2 separate regions of the Zea mays genome follow, and region 1 is linked to region 2. A link is a contact called in public Hi-C data. All regions are on one chromosome and are shown on one strand. The core of a region is the stretch at or near the end of the contact, and the rest is flanking DNA. Distances in the headings are between cores, read along the strand shown.

What was found. Hi-C and Micro-C count contacts between places; a contact is called where the count stands out from the background.
Region 1: a contact with region 2 is called in a Hi-C map of ear, with 2.5 times the contacts expected there. The contact joins the enhancer-like site here to the promoter of LOC100382621 in region 2. A contact is called at or near these places in 2 of 25 Hi-C or Micro-C datasets (ear and tassel).

The regions. Positions count from the first base shown.
Region 1 is chr10:18,152,900-18,155,732 of Zm-B73-REFERENCE-NAM-5.0, reverse strand. It overlaps LOC103640907 (alanine--tRNA ligase), which reads left to right. Exons shown (of 22, transcript XM_008664354.2): 20 at 1-85; 21 at 231-404; 22 at 502-939. The coding sequence ends at 573. Among protein-coding and RNA genes, the nearest start is that of LOC103640907, 18 kb to the left of the region's middle. Within about 2 kb of position 1,407, at least 5 of the 20 cell types and tissues checked have an H3K27ac peak or open chromatin away from gene starts, as enhancers often do. A contact at or near this core is called in ear and tassel, where this site is marked.
Region 2 is chr10:17,616,489-17,619,226 of Zm-B73-REFERENCE-NAM-5.0, reverse strand. It overlaps LOC100382621, which reads left to right and starts at 1,467. Exons shown (of 3, transcript NM_001175346.1): 1 at 1,467-1,779. The coding sequence starts at 1,507. LOC100284207 (glycine-rich RNA-binding protein 7) reads right to left here and starts at 1,284. Exons shown (of 5, transcript NM_001254914.2): 1 at 1,104-1,284.

The DNA of each region.
Region 1 (2,833 bases), core at 158-2,657, 540 kb before region 2:
TAAACCGTTTTGTGTTACTCATGTGGATGTGGGTCTTGATACCACGGCTGTCCGTGAGGCGGTTATCAAAGTCATGGACCAGAAGGTACTTACATCTTTCATTTTCATCTTACTGTTAAAATAATGTTAGTCAGTAAATTGCTATAGTACATGGCATGTTGTAGTAGAACTGTTTTTATTCCATCTCAAGTCTTAGATAGCCTGGTGAACTTTTGGATGTCTTGGCCCAGGGTTTGCCTATAATGTTATTCAGCACCGATGAGGCATCAAACAAAGCCGTTATCTATGCTGGTGTGCCTCCCAATGCTCCTAGCGGCTTCAAGGTGTTGGACTGGCTAACACCTTCAATTGCGCCACTCAAGGGAAGAGGCGGTGGCGGCAAGAACGGCGTCGCCCAGGGCCAGGTGAGTGAGCAATCCATTCCTAGGTATTCTACGGTCTTGGATGCAAGTCATCAAGTAAGAGATGCCCAAATTCAATTCTGCTATGCCTTCACTGCAGGGGAGTGACGCTTCTCAGCTCAAGGAAGCAATGGCACTTGCGAACAGCATTGCTTCAATGAAGCTCTGCTGATTGGTGGTAGTAACTGGTGCACTGCCCATGGAACTCATGCGTGGCTGCTGCTGGATTACTCTTTGATTTTAGCTTTCTATTTACCCATTATACTTAAACAGAAGTTCAATGGTGCTTGCAGTTTCATTTATACTTACCATACAATTGGAAGCACAGGACATGTAACAGTATAAAGCTTGTTGTGTGCCCGATTGAACGAAAGGTTCTATGCATATACGATTGGGAGTCACTTTGTAGGCGTTTAGGAGTCGAATCATTTCCTTCCCTGCTAAGGCTATTTTCAGATCCTCTATCCAATTCCCTATCTTACTCTATTTTAAATTTCACTCTGTAAATAGTGTTATTTATTATTTATAGTGTCCTCTATCTTACCATATCTACTATAGACAGTCTAACTGTGGCTAGGAGAGAGCTGGAACATCATGAAGCCTATTTTTTTGTTTCTTCAAATGTGCCACTCATATTTTGCAAAATTAGATGCCACTCCATGGCACCTAACTGAATCTACTATCTATATTTTTTTTGTTATAGTCCCGTTGTCTCCTGGAGGGTGAAAACCCACAAAGTGTTCTCCCAAGTCCTATACTCCTTTTATAGCTTCAAAGAGGGTTCCTAGGAGCGCTATGGGAGAGGAGACAAGTCTTATCCCCTGTTTGATGGAGGTGCTGTTCGAGTCGTAGTTATTGAAACAACGATAAGTATGGTGAAAAATGCATGGTAATTCTCCTCGTATGGCATAAAACAAATTTGACATCGGTCCTGTAGCCATCCCGTCGTCAGCATCCCTCGTGGAGGAGTTGGTGGCGCCATTTGGTTGATGTTATCTAGGCAAAGGCCAGGCTCGGGCAAGACCAAGGTTCCTCCTGAGGCCTTGGTTGAGCCTGCCTCGGGGCATGCAGTGGTACAGGGAGGGGTTAGCATAGTTGTCGGAGTGGCCACCTACGGAATTCACGGGGAGTTGTTGCCGGGGCAGTTGGCCGAAGCCGAGCTTGGGCGAAGCGGAGTTTTCTTCGAGGTTAAGGCCGACTTTGGGCGAGGTGGAGTTCCCTCCCGAGGTGAGACCATGCCATCCAGAGTTGTTTGAGCACAGTAGTCGGCGTGGGGGAGCAGTGGCCATTATTCTCGGGGTGCGTCATCGTAGTTGGTGAAAGTGGATGGGACCGCAGTCCCATCGCTCTGTGTTTGACTGCGGCATCACGTGGGGTAGGTATTCGCATTAAATGCGCATGTCTCCACGGTTTTCGTGACCTTTGACTGAGGCTGGGCACGGGGCTGTCCTCCTGTCCGAGATGGGCTTGGACGAGGTGGAAACCGCTATTTGGTGAAGAGGGGACATCGGGTAAGCCGAGGATTTCCCTGAGTGCTACCTTCACCCGAGGTTAGGCTCGGGCGAGGCGGAGTTTTGAGCGACCATCTAGCGGGGTCTCGGGCGAATCGTGATTGATCCTTTCTTGACCTTGGGGAACGTGTCTTATGATTTTCTCGATAGTTAGGTGTTTAAACGTATTTAGGGGCATAATCTGGGTACCCCTAATTATGATACCCGACAGTAGCCCCTGAGCCTCCAAGGAAGTGTTGGTACTTGCTTGGGCGTTCTTCCACCTTCGTGCAGGTATGTTGCTTAACCCTTTGAAAGGTGGTAGACTTATTTTCGATGGGTGCACGCAAGCACATTTGTTGGGTGTAGCCCTAAGGCCTCGAAGGAGTGGTTGACTCCTTTGAGGTCTTTATATTTCCCTATGTAGATATCGTTGACTTGTCCTTTGTTCGTCACCTGGCCAGAACCTAGGTGCAAAGGCAGCCCTCGAGTCTCTGCGTTGGGTTGCTGGTGTTTCCAACAATTCTGCTGCAACATGGGTGCAAGGGCAACCCCCGAGCCTCTGCACAGGGCGGGAGGACGATCAGGAAACGCCTTGACTTTTTAATGATACGTCTCTTCGTCGCCTTTCCGCAAGAAGGAAGAGGGGGAGAGCACCATGCTACCCTCGGTGGGTGTAATACCCCGTCCAATCCCTGGACCGACGGTACTTACTCCTGGCAGCTCTCTAGGATCATATATTGTCCCCACAAACCAACACAGGCCTTTTATGCACACTTTGTCCTCACTCATGCGCACCCGAAAAAACTTTCTGGTCGGTCACCCATCCTAAATTGCTCCAAGCCAAGCACGCTTAACCTGGAGGTTCTTTCGAGATAGGCTTCTGGAAAAGAAGATGCACCTTGTTGGTATGGATACAATTAATTCTATTAAGCCTTGAGC
Region 2 (2,738 bases), core at 218-2,717:
TAATCTATAAAAATGCCCTATAATTTAAAAATGAGTATATTTTATAGAATTTAGGGCACCAACAAAACATTCCGCTCGAATAGTAAAGCATCAAATCTAGATTATAGTACAGCACACTACGGTATAATTTTTTAACCAAATTTTATTAAATGAGGCACGGAGTAGTTTTTACTACATAGAGCCTCATATTTTTCAATTTAAGGCACAAATTTGAGGCATCGTTGGAGATGCTCTAACAGGCATTGATACCAAAGGGGCAATAAACAGTTGCCCACCATCTTGTTATAACAGAGGATGAAGGAAACATGCACCACTGCCTTGCTTGAAGCATAAAAAATGTGCTCAATATTTAAAAAAAACATAACTGTAGCGAGGATTCAAATTTCAAGTATAAACAGAGGCACTACTGTATGATGATAGTAATGGAGATGGTCATTAATTTTGACATGGTAACAAAATAAAAAAAAGTTTTCATAACACTGATCTGAGAATTTATTATTCATGGGGACATGGATATTGAGTGCTGTGGCATCAAGAAATAGACTAAGAAACAGCAGAAGCTTGGGTGTTAAACAGTAGTTGACTACAGCTACCTAATATACACCATTTAAACATTCTAATCGAAGGAAAACAAAACGAAAACATTCCATGTGCACCATAAAGACCCATACAACATGTGGACCAAATGGCTACAAACGTAAAAGGATGCTAGAAAAACACGCCGCGAGTAAAGTAGAGCAGCGTACTAATAGGAAGTTAATCACACATCGTAGAAGTTCGGAACCACGAAACCGAGCGATGAAGACGAAAAAAATGCGGGGATCCAGGTAAACCCTAACCACCGAGCCGTGCACGAGCGCGAACCACCATAAACGACCTACGTCCAAACTAACAATACACGAAATCATAAACACTAAAACACACTACTTCTACTCCCCAATCGCCCCCAACGAGTTAACGACGCAAGGAAACGAAAAGGACACGGATCGCCAACGCTAGCGGCATGGGGCGCATCATCCCGACGGGTAGCATCAACACGATGGAAAAACAGGCTGAAACAATAAATCGAAAATATATATAGCTACTAGGGTTTAAGCGCGCACCTGAGAGACGGAGGGGAACGAGGAAAGGGGTTTAGGGGCCGCGGTACGAAAGGCGGCGGCGGTGGCGGACGCTGGTGATGAGGGGAGGCGGTGGGCAAGGATGGTGATATAGGGCTCCTGGGAGCCACGCGGCCGTCCGATGGGCTCAAGCAATCAGCTGTCCATTCGATCCTTGCTATTCAACTGCTGCGGCGTGGGGGACGGATATTTTTTAGGCGGGGGTTACGCGTAACGTCGATGGCATGTGGGGTCTACATACGAGTTGATCGCAGTGTCAGTGTCAGTGGCTGGGCGGTGAGGCCGTGTCTCCCGGTCTGCAGTATCGGGCAAGCCTACGGGCCCAAACGGAAAAAGAGGACCTGAGCCGACTCCGCCGAGGTCGGTGGCGGCGGCGGCGGTGAGCATGGCCGCGCAGAGGGAGAAGTCCGCGGCCGTCGCGGTCGGCCCAGCACACGGCGCTGCGGTATCGGGGTCTCCTTCTCCTTCGTCCTCATCCGGAGGCCCGGCGGCGGCGTCCTCGTCGGGAGAGCGGTGGAGCGCCGCGATCGGGAACCTGGGGGAGCTCGGCGCCAACGTGGACGCGCTGCAGAAGATGCTCGGGCGGAAGGCTGTCTTCGTCGACGATGACATCTTCTCCAAGGCCTCCCTCGCCGCCGACCAGGCCCGCACCATTAAGGTATATACATACGTACTGTCCAGTCGTTGCTGCATCAGGCTATCAGCCCCTGTGGTTGTCCTCCCCTCTCTATGCTCGGCATCCGGGTTCAGCCGATGCCCCTCCCTGAAGGGCCGAGCGCGTAGATTCGGTCGCCTTCACTTTAATTGTGGAATTCACTGCTCATAGAGCAAGAGGGGATCTTGAGCTGGGTGTGATTTTGAGTGCTTCAATGTGATTCAGTTTTGTGCGACCTTGTGCCTCTTTGGCATAGGCTTGTCGAGCTAGGTAACTCTTCCTCATACAGTGACATGAAACTGGCTGGCCTTTTGTGGAACAGAAATTTTGATTTGTACAAAATCGGAATTCAGAAGTTGGTAAACTGGAATGCAAAAGATGGTACTTTGTGTTCCACTTTCGCAAATCGGATTCTTTGTTTATTGTGGTTCCACGAGACTGTGTTAGACTTTATACATCCAAAGGCGAGGACGAGGTTGCTGTTTTACTGCAATGAGCCAGCATCAGTATGATACGAGTGTAGTGTTATAAAGATAAATGTGAGCGGCTTGGACCTAAGCTATTGATCCAGTGACTTGAGGAATTAACACAAAAAAAAGACGGGGAACTTATGTGATGTGCCCATGTAGTGTTTACGAATTTATGTTCACTCAAAACTAGTTCCTTTGGACTTCCCGTATTTTCTCAATTTGGAGATATGGAAGACAGAATAACATAATCCTCACAAACAAAAGTTCATGTTATGCTGCTACGAGTTATTATTATGTGGTAACTTTGTACTTTTAGGTATGTTTGTCTTATGTTTTTTTTACAATAAGCTAAGAGTAGGAATAAGGAGTAAGAAAAAGTCTTGGACTTTGCGGTAGGTTTTAACCTGTTCGTAGCCAATAGTTTCTTTAGAAAGAGAGAATCTTATTTAGTGACCTATAGTAGTGGTCAACGTTCTAGTTAGATTGACTTTG